Linked DNA regions of Sus scrofa: region 2 is linked to region 1. The links are chromatin contacts, called in public HiChIP or PLAC-seq maps. All regions are on one chromosome and are shown on one strand. Each heading gives the region's core, a stretch centred on a gene start, on an enhancer-like site or on the middle of the called end of the contact. The rest is flanking DNA. Distances are from core to core; before and after follow the strand shown. Region 1 overlaps SLCO3A1 (solute carrier organic anion transporter family member 3A1). Region 2 overlaps SLCO3A1 (solute carrier organic anion transporter family member 3A1).

Region 1 (6,823 bases), core at 575-3,074:
TGATATGCTTCCATCAGGCAGCCTTGCTCCTCCATGCAAAGGGCAGCCAGAGGGTAAGAGCAGAGAAACCCCACAGGAACCATAAGCAAGGAGGCTGGGCCCCAGGGCGCTGACAGTTCTTCCTCGTTCCTTCCTTCTGGGCACCAGAAGGGCATTTACTCAGAGGAAGGAGGAAGGGGTGACTGACCACATTCAGGGCACCCCCCGGGGCTACCAGCTCCATAAGAATTCTGGGTAATGCTTACCTGTAACTTACAAACATGAGCTCGTTTGCTCACTCATTCATAAATATCTCCTGAGCACATAGCTGGGATCCAGGCTCCGAGCTGAGTATGAAGATGTAAAGCTGAGTTTCTTGCTTCTTGTGTGGTACCGCAGTGAAAGGAGCTGACTTTGAAGTTCGCCCTTTCTGGGTTCACAAATTGACTCCACCGTGAGTTGCTCTGTGACCGTCAGTAAGTGACTTAGCATCTCTGATGTTCAGCTTCTTCCCTGTAAAATGTGAATGAGAACAACCTATCTTAGGTTGACCATTTAGTTAGTATCTTAAATAAGATAAAAGCGCTTATCACTGGGTAAGCACTTGATAATAAGGGTTAGCTCTTAATAGGTTGTTTGGAGGGGATTGTTGGGGACCAATCCTTCTAGTGCCCCCAGGAGCTGTCCTGTTCAGCTGCTTCTGAGGTCTCTGCGTGGCCAGAGAGCTGCACATGTGTTGTCTGTGTGCCTGCAGGTGGCAGCCTGCTTGGACACCACGGAGGAGATGACGCTAGTTGACATCAGCCTTTGGCTGCATTCAGCCCCAGGAGTCAGAGGAATTCCAGAGTCAGTCCCCTTCCTTTCTCTATGTGAACACTTTTTTTTTTTTTTTTTTTGATACAAAGTCATCCTGAATGTCACTTGCATCAGCCCCAAGCTGAAGCTGAAGTTCTCTCAAGATGGGGAAAGGATCCCAAGACCCTTGTATCTGGTGCCACCCGGTATATGACCAGCACCAAGCTCCACCGGCCCTAATGTCCTGTGGTCAAACTCGTGAGCATGTTGGAGGCGACAGGGATCTTGGGCAAATCACCCATTGTCAGGGCCTCAGGTTCTCCATCCATAAATGAGACAGAAGGAAACTACTTTGACTACAGCAGGCAGTTACCGTTACTTAGAAACTCTCACCTCCTACTGCAGCAGGTCACAGTCTGTTCCAAGAGGATCCATTCCCCCCCCACCCCCCACCCCAGTATCTCCCATCAGACTGTGAGCTTCTTGATCCAGTTTCAGCAGAAGCACAACAGGAACAAAATAACAGAAGACAAACTTCTGTCGTTTAGAGATTTTTTTTTTTTTAGCTAGACTTGTATGGTTTAGTAACATTCCATTATACTATTTTGACAAATAAGATTTGGAAACACACTCTCAGTTGGATTTGGGGAGTGGGAGAAAAGAGAGGCCACAGACTCCAGCTGGCTGCCCCCACGGCTCTCCCTCATCAGTCCCAGGCAGGGGTCAAGGACTTCCCAGGGTTAGCTTCGTGCCCTTCTCCTTTCTCCCTGCATCTGGCCCTCAGTCATCCTTCTGCCATCAGATTCTGCACTCAGGGAAGCACCCAGCCAGCACTTTGGCACAGAAGCGCCAGTGACTAAGGAATGCTTCCTTTTCCAGATGAATTTGCATATTTTAATTGAGGGCAGATGCCTTGAGTTAATTCAATGCAGCAAACTTGGGTTGAGCATTTATTATGCTCAGAGGAATAAGATTCGGAGAGCTCAGTGGGGTGGGTGGGGGCAGCTTTAAGAGGGAGGTGACATTTGAGTTCCCTATGGATTTTATAGGGGTGGCTCAGGGAGCAGCTAGACCCTGTCCAAGTCATATCAGGCTTGCTGAGAAGTGCAGGGACTCAGCAACCTGGAGAATGGCACATAGGGAAGGGAACTCTGGGAAGGGGCTGGAGTTCCTGTAAATTGTGCCAGAATGTGTGAACTTCACAAGAAGGCAATAAAGGTCTCCTGATGAGTTTTGAAAGGGGTTGGCATGGTCACACCTGTGTCTCGGAGAATGCAACTCTGCTGGCAGCACCAGAAGAAACTTGGAAAGGGCAGGGCTTGGCGACCAGGCGACCAGTTGGCCCAAGGAGTGCATTTCTAATTGTGGACTCTTAGATTCCAGCAAGCTATTAGGGGAGTTACAAGTGAGTGGTGAGATCCAGAGCCACAGCCCCGAGGCAGTTTCTGACAAGCCAGGCCACTCTCTCAGGCTCCTGCTCATGTGGCATGCCCATGGTTTGGAGCGTGGCCACTGACTGGTATTCTCTTTGCTGTCCCTTTGCCAGAGGCTCATTAAGGCTTTCCTTGGAAATGGGTGTGCCTGGAAGCCATTGGCTCCCATCCAACCCGTGTCCCACCCCAGGCAGCCCTGGGAGGGTGCCTAGGTCAGAGCCTCCCTGCCAGCCTCCTGCAGGTCGTTTTCCTTAAGTCAGGAGCTGCGGCTCTATAACTGGGCCAGCCCTTTGGAGTCTCAGCATTTCTCAAGGTGGGAGTTGGTGAGAAGAAAACACCAGAACAGGAAATGTTAGCTCAGCCTATGCTATCAGATCACCCAAAAAGGACAACAAAAAAAACGGGAAGCTAAAAATAGCCCCTGAGGGCTAGTTCAGGTTCTGCTTTTAAGTACTGAGCACCAAGCTGAAGGGCAGTTTAACCATTTGGGAACCTCGAGGGCTGTGATGTTTCACTGAGGCCTGTTTTGAGGTTTGACAACTGGGAACGTGGACCTCAGCAAAGAGGGGGTATTTTGCTGATGGGACAGATACTGATCAGCACCCCCTCATGTGTGTAGTCCGTTAAATTCATTTCAGTCCAAACCCTAGAAGGGTGGGGTCCTTGTCATAAGGGGATAGTGGAGCCACGACTGCGTCAAGGGCAGGCCAGGGTTCAAATCCTAGCTCTGCTGCCCATCCACTGGATGACTTTGGACCATTGTTTTAATTTCTGGGAACCTCTCTTTTCCTGTCTGCAAAATGGGGACAGTAAAAGTCATTGCACAGGATTATTGTGAAGACTCAATGAAATCATATGATTCCATGAGTTGGGGGCTCTGCCTAGACTTGTTCCTTTAAGTAGTATATATATTTTTTTTAAATCAGCCAGCCAGACGTTGTTCTAAGTTTTTGCATTTCCCATAGATTACCTTGTTTAACCCTTAGGGCAATTTTATGGAGTAAGTACTAAATTTAATTTCATTGGGTTTTGTAAATTTTATCAGGGAAATGGGTGAGTCTTAGGGATGTGTTTACTCTGAGCTTACTGGTGCTCAGGGGCAAGTTGACCTCTTCATCAGGCTGACCTTGCAGCTGTTCAAGCTGTGGGTCCTGCCTTGGGCAGTCTCCTAACCCACTGGGCCTTCAGGCACTGATCCCCATGGATGAGCCCCACCTTATGCAAAACTCTGCTTTGGAGTCTCTGACATCCCCCACCTGCCACACCCCCCCCCCCAACCTTCACCAGAGCTTAAAAGTCAGTTGGATGAATTGGAGTCCCAATTCCAGTTTTTCCGGCAAAGGAGAAAAAGGGAGTTAGCTGGATCATTCAGCTGAGTTGCCGTAAATATGTGGCCAGCCTTTCCCATGTAGCCCCTGCTTCCTGTGGTAATTAAGGAAGGTCTGTGTGCTCAAACTCCTTTATAGCTCTTTTTAAAAACCTCGTTATGTCTTTCTTTTATTTTATCCAACAGTGTTATTGAGGTATAATTTATATCCCGTAAAATTTACTCGGTTTACGTGCAGGGTTTACAAAGTTGTCCAACCATCACCACAATCTAATATTAAAACATTTACAACCTCCCTGCTATTTCTGTTTAAAAGCAGATAAAAAGTTATGGGCTGGTCCTGTTGCACCCGTGACTGGAAAGTTTAACATGAAGAAGCTCCGCCTTAGAAGGCTAGAAGCTTCCCCAGCCTCTTAGGGAAGAGTAGTAAGAAGGCAGCTTAGAAGGGGTGCCAGGCTGCTGGTTCCAGCATCATATTAGGAAATGCCATGGAGTCCTAGCAAGCATGGACCCTGTGGGGACACTCACACCCTGTGTCTCATGGCTGCTCTTTTTGTAAAATAGAAAGGTTGGACTAGATTAGAGCCTTGAATTCGAAATTACATTCCAGGGAGCCTGGGGGTTCACCAAGGTGTCTCTGGAGCCAAGGAGGAGCCAGGAAGAGGGGGTCACCCACCTTCAATCAGAGCATCCTTTTGTTCATCTGGTTTAGATCAAAGAAAGGGTTTCACTGCAAAAAGAGAGAAAAGACAAGTTGGGCGGATGCTGAGCTGGAGTATCTTCAAGCTCCTTGAAACACTGTGGTTCTTGGATACTTCTGTCCAGGGAAAAGCCTGCCCAACCCCAGGCAAGGGTAATAGGTGTGGCAAGATGTGATGCCCCTGGGGTTAGCTGGGCAGGGCCTGGGGGGCCCTGAGCCTGGGGCTGGTCACTACAGGAGAGAGCAACCCTGTCCATTTCCCAGGAGCCGTACAGATGCTACTGTCTTCGTGCTTCGTGGGGCAATGGTGGGAGGGTACATTGTAGGGAAACACCTGTGGGGGATCAGGGTTGAGAAAAGGGAGCTTTTCCTTCCATATCAAGATTCCTTCCACAGGTGCTTCACCGTGGGAGAGCAGAGCAACCTAAGCCCTCAGTAAGGGGAGGCCACCCCTCCAGCCTCTGCATCACCCGCATCCCATCCTGTGGCTCTCGCAGAAAGGCTCTTCCATGCCAGCATTTCCACATCACACGTGAGCTCCTGAGCTGTCAAGTCTGACCCGCTGGAAGGCTTCTCTTCAGTGTCACTGCATGTTTTAGGAGCTCCAGCCTATTCATGTTTCAGATAATTGCTTGTGGAGGGTTTCTGAGGCCACCACAAGAAGACCCCACCAGGAGTTCCCATTGTGGCTCAGTGGAAATGAACCTAACTAGTATCTCTAAGGATGTGGGTTCGATTCCTGGCCTCACTCAGGGGGTTAAGGGTCTGGTGTTGCCAGGAGCTGTGGCATGGGTCATAGATGTGGCTCTGGCCTGGCATGGCTGTGGCTGTGGGAAGGCCAGCAGCTTTAACTCCGATTCCACCCCTAGCCTGAGAACAGCCATATGCCACAGGTATGGCCCTTTAAAAAAAAAAAAAAATAGAAGACGACCCCACCAGAGCCACACGTGTTCATGGGGGACTCTGTGATCCTAGGGATTCACTACCTGCCTGGGTGTCTGCCTCTTTCACCAAGAACTTAACCAGCAACTTGAGAACATGGTTATTGAGCATGGCAATAAATACATGCCCTGTTGAGTCAACTCAGCAAACATTTTTGGGAGAGCTTAAAAAAATGGTAGACATTATGCTAGCTGTGGGGAGAAAGGCGTGGTTAAAAGGATCCTCCTATTGGGATTCTCATCAGCTAGTGGGGGCCACTGCATCTGCCAGGCACCATGTATGCATCTTAATTTTTCTCTTTTTTTTTTTTCTTTGCTTTTTAGGGCTTCACCTGTGGCATATGGAGGTTCCCAGGCTAGGGGTCAAATTGGAGCAATAGCTGCCAGCCTACACCACAGCCACAGACAGCAGTGTGGGATCTAAGCCATGTCTGCAACCTACACTACAGCTCACAGCAACGCCAGATCCTTAACCCACTGATCAAGGCCAGGGATCTAACCCGCAATCTCATGGTTCCTAGTTGGATTCATTTCTGCTGCGCCACGACGAGAACTCCTCTTTCTCTTTTTCAGTCCTCCCTACCCACACCAAAGAGCTGTCAGGGTCATCTTCCCACAGTGTGGCTCTTCTTCCTGGAAACCTTTCTGTCCTCCCACAGCTGTTTGCTGGTGACCACAGCTGTGAGTCTGGCATTCTGGGTGTGCCATGATCCAGCCCAGATCTGCTTTTGCAGCCCTCTGCTCCAGACCAAATCTCATCCCCACCTCCCTCCACTTCCCATGTGGTTTCTGTAGCCTGGAATGGTGTCCCCTCACCTTCCTCCAGAGCACCTCAGGGCCACCTTCCATGTCCCAGGCCACATGTTCTGCACCCCTGATGAAGGAGTGAGGGAATTCTTACAGGATAGTAAGCTGATGGAGGATGTCATATGGTGACACTAGAACCCTTCCTCAGATACAAGGGACTTCTCACACGTTGGCAGTAGTAAAACCTACAAGCCTATCGTGGTTAAGGCATTATTAACCTGGTGTCACATGTCAACAACTGAATCATTAAATAAGAGTCATTAAGCATTGCAAGACTCCACGAGGACCACGTGCATCTTTTGGGACTGAAACCAGGATCAGTGCAGACTATTCTCCTTTGCAGCCACTTGACCACTTGGAATTAGAAACATCTGGCTCAGGCTACCTCTTAAGGACAGCAGCCCAGGGGACATTGGGGATGGGGAGTGAGGGTGGGGTGCAGGCCTGCCTGAGCTCCAGGGTAGAGATTCAAGACAAATGCCATATGATATCACTTATATCTGGAATCTAATATAAGGCACAAATGAACCTTTCCACAGAAAAGAAAATCATGGATAGACTTGTGGTTGCCAAGGAGGAGGGAGTGGGGTGGTTGGGGAGCTTGGGGTTAATAGATACAAACTATTGCCTTTGGAATGGATTGGCAATGAGATCCTGCTGTGGAGCCCTGGAAACTATGTCTAGTCACTTATGATGGAGCTTGATAATGTGAGAAAAAAGAACATGTACATATATGTGTAACTGGGTCACCAGGCTGTGCAGTAGAAAAAAAATTGTATTGGGGAAATAACTATTAAAAAATAATAATAACAAAAAGAAAAAAAAAAGTAATTTGTTTTCT
Region 2 (6,122 bases), core at 2,197-4,696, 130 kb before region 1:
AAAGTATTTGACAGACAGGGAGTAAGACCGGAGAGGATTCCTGCGAAAGGTAAAGACGCACATGAAGGAGTTTTCCTTCCATCACCATCTCCAAGTTTACTGCTCGTTCCTTCTGTACCATCAGCCTTTCAGTGCACCTGACTAGTGAACGCAGACCCATTTCAGATTTTTCTTTTCAAACATATCACAGGTACTATGTTTAAATAGAAGTTCTTGAGATATTTTTCCTGAATAACATGCATATTTTTTCTTTAGTTCTAGACTATTTACTTCTTTCTTCGAATAATCTTGGCTTTACTTCCTTTTTTCCTTTCACCTATGAGAAGCTCTCTAGGAGAGCAGATGCCATGAAGGGTTTGGTTTCTGTAGGGGATTGTGACCTGCTGTTGTTAGATTAGGGATTAGAGGCTAATGGCCTTCGTCTCCAGTGGGAAATGAGTTCTTCATTGCTAGAGAATTCTTTAGTGTTAAAATGTCTCACATAAGAGTCTTTGTGGCAGACTCTGCTTTTGTCTGTCAAGAACCTCATTTTTTTCCCCATAGACCTCTCTCCTTTTCAGGTGGTTCTTATGGGCTGCAGAGATAATCATGTGTCCCGGGCATGACCAATCACGAGACTGAGAAAGGCTCTGGTCTCCAGTGATTGGCCCAAGGAGTAGTACAACCAGAGTCTACCATGGGGTTTGAAAATTGACTGGAGAGCTGCAGCAGGGAGAAAGAGACATGTTACTTTTTCTTCTAGGACAGTAGGCTGTAACTACTTTGAATACCCACAGATTCCAGTGTCCATCTTTGTTTTCACATGTGATGAACTTGACCTAGGAGTGAAGACAGCAAAGGAAAGTAGACCAAAGAAAGAGAAGGCATGAGGGATCCCTGGATCCAGCTATGCCTGAAGCTTGCATCCCAATTAGCATTCCCCTTAGGATCCCCTTAAGCACATAACTTATCCTTTCCAGCATTTGCAACCAAATGTTTTGGATTATGATCCTGCCTAATCAGGCTTAAATGCCCAGTCATGTCATGTCAGAGTTGGACTGGATCGATTTCTTCTTGAGGTTTGATCAAGCAACTTCCAACAGGGTTGACTATTTCTGTCCCCATGTAAGGCAGTTGTCCTCTGATCAGAACACTAGTTCTTTCATAATATCAAGGTGTTCACCCATGATATTCTAAAGAACTGAAGAACGCATGAACCTATACATATAATACAAGGATTAGGTTGAAAGTTTGGGCTTAGCTCTTTATTCTTTATTTCATAAACATTTAAAATGCAGAATAGGGACCCAGAGGCCAAAAGTAATGCCCCCTTTACTTTCTCCCTACCAACCCCCCAAAATCTCCCCCAAACAAAGTATTTAAAAATAATCTGGTGGCAGGCTTTGTCTGAAACACAAGTATTTAAAAGCAAATCACCTACGTGGGCAGGAGAGTGGTGAGCACATGGAGCTTATTCAGTGGTGCTGTTTATTGAGTGGAAAAAACAGAGCCCACCCTGGCTGCTTTCTATGGCTGCACTTGCCAAAGCTACCTTAACTCCCTCTAATGACTTCATATTGTCAGGAATGAATGAGCTCAGTGAATATGTTCCAATCCCAGCTTGGCTTTGCCAGTTCATTTGTGCCAAGCTGTGGGGTGTGTGTGTATGATGTATGTATTGAGTATGCATGCATGTGCTTATTTTTGCCCACATACAGATGAAAATCAGAAAATACTAAATAAAGCATTAGGTGGCCCAATGGACACTCATAAAAACTTAGGTGTAGTCTTTAGAGCTGGGATTCGTGAATGTGCCTCAAGAATGCCGAGAGAAATTAACTGGGCTGCTTGAAGCTAGAGGTTCTTAGATGTGCTTTAGGGGAGGGATCCACAACCTTTCAAAGTTGTAGGCAGATGTATGTGTGCTCTTGTGGGGAAGCTTTCACTGGATTTTCAGGGAGGTTTGTGACCCAAAAAAGGTTAAAAGCATAGAAAGTCCTTATGTTGAACAGACCTTGATGACAGGTGACTTGGGATGAGATAAACCAAGATAGTCGAAATAATGCTGTGTGCTGTGACAGATGGCATCTGGAATGTTGTTTAGTGCTCGGCCTTTGACTTGATGTGCTCTCTGGGGAGCAGCTGTGCTTACAACAGGAAGTATTGGAGCATCACTTAGGCAACTGTGGGTGAAAAGTCAGATGTGTTCCCAGTGGCCCTGGTGACACCCTCTCAGGGCTTATCTTCCTGGGCTGGCCCCTTCATCCCCCCGCCCCCAATTCCTTTGAAGCTAAAATTTTCCATCCGGACTTTCAGCCTAGCCATGAGTGTTTGGGATAATATTCAGCAAATTTTCTGTGCTGGTTTGAACTGATGCACAGATAGGAAAATCAGAACTTTTTTTTTCCCCCCTCTAAAGGCAAAAACATTTAAAAAATGCACTTGGATTAATGGAATCTGAACTCTCAAAGTCAAAAGTTTCCGTGTGTTCTTACTAAGGCAAATTCTCTGGGGGCCATTAAAAGCAAAACAAATAGGCAGACAGTTGTGAGGGACCCTGGAAATCATCTGAGGACACAAATGACCTCTGCAAACTTTTTATGGGTAAAATTTTCATCCCAGTGTTTTTGGGATGGTTGCTGTGTCTGAGAAACCTCCTTATTTTCTTTACCAATTAACATTGCCTCTTATGTGGGAAGTGGAAGCGGGCCTTGGGGTAGAGCTCATCCTAATCCCTCTCCAAGGAGAGATGCTTTTCTCCTGTTCTCTCTAATGTTCTAAGCATGTGGTCCAAATGGATGTGATTTTCCCCCTGCCCTCTTTCTGGGCAAGGCATTATTACCATAAGAACATCCACAGTTGCCCACCTGCCTTGTGGGTAGTTAATGGAGTTTACAAAGGGAATTTGGATTCCCAGCAAGGGGCCTCATTAACACAGCAAGGATCTAATAGATTCTAAAATTGTGCATGGACACTTGGAACCATTTGAAACCCAGCAGTGTCTATACTTAGATCTAAATCATTTCACCTGCTCTCCTGGCCTCAGTCTGTACATTTGTATCATGGGGAAAAGAACCTTGTCTGGATCCAGCCAGATCAACTGTATTGGTTTAAGCAAGCATGAATGCTTATGGTGCGGGAGCTAAAGACAAGATTCCAAAGCCATCAGGCAGTATAAAGGACAAAATGTCTCCCACACTGGTGCTTTTATTTATTTATTTTTTAATACTGGCCTTGTTACTGGCCCTGAGCAAGTGTTTAATTTTAGGATCCATTGTTGTCGCAAAGAAAATTTAACAGCTGTCTGCTTATTTAGACAAGTGCGTGAAGCACCCATGGGTTTGAACGATGATCGTAATAACACTGAATGCACTAGCTCTTGTTTATGGGGCCTCTGCTGTGTTACAGAGTATGGGAGCTTTACCAGTGGTCACTCTTGCTTCCTACTCCTAAAGCCCAGAGAGACAGGGGTTGTTATTTTTATTGTACAGGTCCTTCCTGGGGGAGGTTAAGCAGCTTGGCCAGGGTCATATAGCTAGTGGGTGGCAAGGCCTGGATTATAATCCGGGTCACCATTACCTGGTATCTTTTCCACCATATGCTCTCCTCCCCTGTCTTTAGATGCTACAGTGATGGTGCACCTGGATTAATATGGGACCCCAAGTGTGCTAAGTGTTAAAAGTGGCTTAACCCAACTACCTAATTTATTTTTTCTTTTTCTTTCTTTCTTTCTTTCTTTCTTTCTTTCTTTCTTTCTTTCTTTCTTTCTTTCTTTCTTTCTTTCTTTCTTTTTCTTTCTCTCTCTGTCTCTCTCTCTCTTCCTCCTCTCCCTCCTTCCTTCCTTCCTCTCTTTCTCTCTCTCCCCATCCCTCCCTTCCTTTCTTCTTTCCTTTTCATGTTGGTTCTTTTAGCACTGAAGTATGAAATGGTGATGAATTTCTAGGTCAGGAGAGCTCAGAGCCTGGCTTTCCCCATGGGAAATTTTCAAACTGTCATCAGATAAAGCTTTCTTCTACCAAAAAGACCCCACATGGTATGTTTTCACCATCTCCCTGCAGTGGAGTGAGACAAACGCACTCACCAGACTGTCTTGTTTACGTTGGAGACCTAACAGCATTTAATTGGTATACATTCATCCCTGTTATGCAACTTCAGTTCTTTTTTGTTGTTTTTTTTTTTTCATTCCCAAGCTTGGCCCAGCTCACTTGCTTTACTGTGCAAGTCGGGGAGTGACTTTAGAATGTACTAGACCACAGCTGGGGCAAAACTGGTGAGAAGGTAGGGTCACAAATGAACACATGTGGAAGATAAAAAACAAGTAGTGATCCACAGGTTACAAGAAGGTAATTCCCAGGGCCTTTCAACCTGGGAAAATAATTGGCCTCCGCAATTGTTCAGGCCCACTGGGGTTCTGAAGAACTTCCAGAATAGATCATCTATGGAAATGAACTTAGCTGGGGAAGGTAGTTACAGGATGGATCAGAGAGTGGTAAAGGCCTCCTTAAGCTGCCTTGGAGGACGTAATGTCCAAGTAGTTGAACACTCTTCCCAGTATAGGCAGACCTCAGAGAGACTGCAGGTTCACCTCCAAGGTGACTGTTGTGATAAAGTGGGTCCTGCAAATTTTGGAAGCAGATAAAATTGCATATAAGAGTTATGTTTCGGAGTTCCCGCCGTGGCACAGTGGTTAACGAATCCGACTAGGAACCATGAGGTCGCGGGTTCGGTCCCTGCCCTTGCTCAGTGGGTTAACGATCCGGCGTTGCCGTGAGCTGTGGTGTAGGTTGCAGACGCGGCTCAGATCTCACGTTGCTGTGGCTCTGGCTTAGGCCGGTGGCTAAGCTCCGATTCGACCCCTAGCCTGGGAACCTCCATATGCCGCGGGAGCGGCCCAAAGAAATAGCAAAAAGACCAAAAAAAAAAAAAGAGTTATGTTTGTACTGTAATTTTTTTTTTTTTTTTTTTTTGTCTTTTTGCCTTTTCTAGGGCCGCTTCCCGCAGCCTATGGAGGTTACCAGGCTAGGGGTCTAATCGGAACTGTAGCCACTGGCCTATGCCAGAGCCACAGCAACGCGGGATCCGAGCCATGTCTGCGACCTACACCACAACTCATGGCAACGCTGGATCCTGAACCCACTGAGCAAGGACAGGGATGGAACCTGCAAACACATGGTTCCTAGTCGGATTCGTTAACCGCTGCGCCATGATGGGAACTCCTATACTGTAGTCTGTTAAGTGCACAGTAGCATTATGTCTAAAGATACAATGTATAAGCCTTAATTAAAAATATTAAAAATGGAGCAGCAGAAACGAATCCAACTAGGAACCATGAGGTTGCAGGTTCAATCCCTGGCCTCACTCAGTGGGTCAAGGATCCGGTGTTGCCGTGAGCTGTGGTGTAGGTCGTAAACACGGCTTGGATCCAGCCTTGCTGCAGCTGTGGCATAGGCCAGCAGCTACAGCTCCACATTAGACCCCTAGGGAACCTCCGTATGCTGCAGGTGCAGCCCTAAAAAGACAAAAGACTAAATAAATAAATAAATAAATAAGTAATATTTTATTGCTAAAAAATGCTAACCATCACCTGAGCCTTCAGCGAGTCAGGATCTTTTTGCTGGTAAAGGATTTGAAGTATTGCCAGAATTATCAACACATGACACAGAGGCAGTAGTGATCAAATACTGTTGGAAAAATGATGCTGATAGATCTCGATGCAGGGGTGTCACAAACTTCAATCTGCAAAAGTGCAATATCTGCAAAGTGCAATAAAGCCAAGTGCAATAAAACGAGGTGTGCCAGTTTATGTCTTTAAGCCCTATTTTGCTGAGATCTTTTTGGTGGCCTGTAGACAAATAACCATTTTTTACTAGTCTGCCTGAAGGAGTAGAGAGAAGGTTCAGAGGTCAGAAACCAGGTGTTAAGTGACCAAGTGTTCAATCTAGGAATCAATTAGCAATGAAGTTGGAAAGTTGGGAAAGTGAGCTTTTCTAGTTCATGACTCCAGATCCATATTTCTAGACTTTTTTTTTTTTTTTGGTCTTTTTTAGGGCTGCATCCACAGCATATGGAAGTTGCCATGCCAGGGGTCGAATTGGAGCTATAGCTGCCGGCCTACACCACAGACACAGCAACGCCAGCTCCGA

Evidence for each region. HiChIP or PLAC-seq counts read pairs in DNA pulled down with a chosen protein or histone mark.
Region 2: a contact with region 1 is called in an H3K27ac HiChIP or PLAC-seq map of skeletal muscle. The contact joins two enhancer-like sites. A contact is called at or near these places in 1 of 47 Hi-C or Micro-C datasets (embryonic fibroblasts) and 1 of 2 datasets of contacts at active chromatin or transcription factors (skeletal muscle).

The regions. Positions count from the first base shown.
Region 1 is chr7:86,883,637-86,890,459 of Sscrofa11.1, reverse strand. All of the region lies in intron 2 of SLCO3A1 (solute carrier organic anion transporter family member 3A1), which reads left to right. Among named protein-coding and RNA genes, the nearest start is that of SLCO3A1, 220 kb to the left of the region's middle. Within about 2 kb of position 1,824, at least 33 of the 83 cell types and tissues checked have an H3K27ac peak or open chromatin away from gene starts, as enhancers often do. A contact at or near this core is called in skeletal muscle, where this site is marked.
Region 2 is chr7:87,017,990-87,024,111 of Sscrofa11.1, reverse strand. All of the region lies in intron 2 of SLCO3A1 (solute carrier organic anion transporter family member 3A1), which reads left to right. Among named protein-coding and RNA genes, the nearest start is that of SLCO3A1, 82 kb to the left of the region's middle. Within about 2 kb of position 3,446, at least 5 of the 83 cell types and tissues checked have an H3K27ac peak or open chromatin away from gene starts, as enhancers often do. A contact at or near this core is called in skeletal muscle, where this site is marked.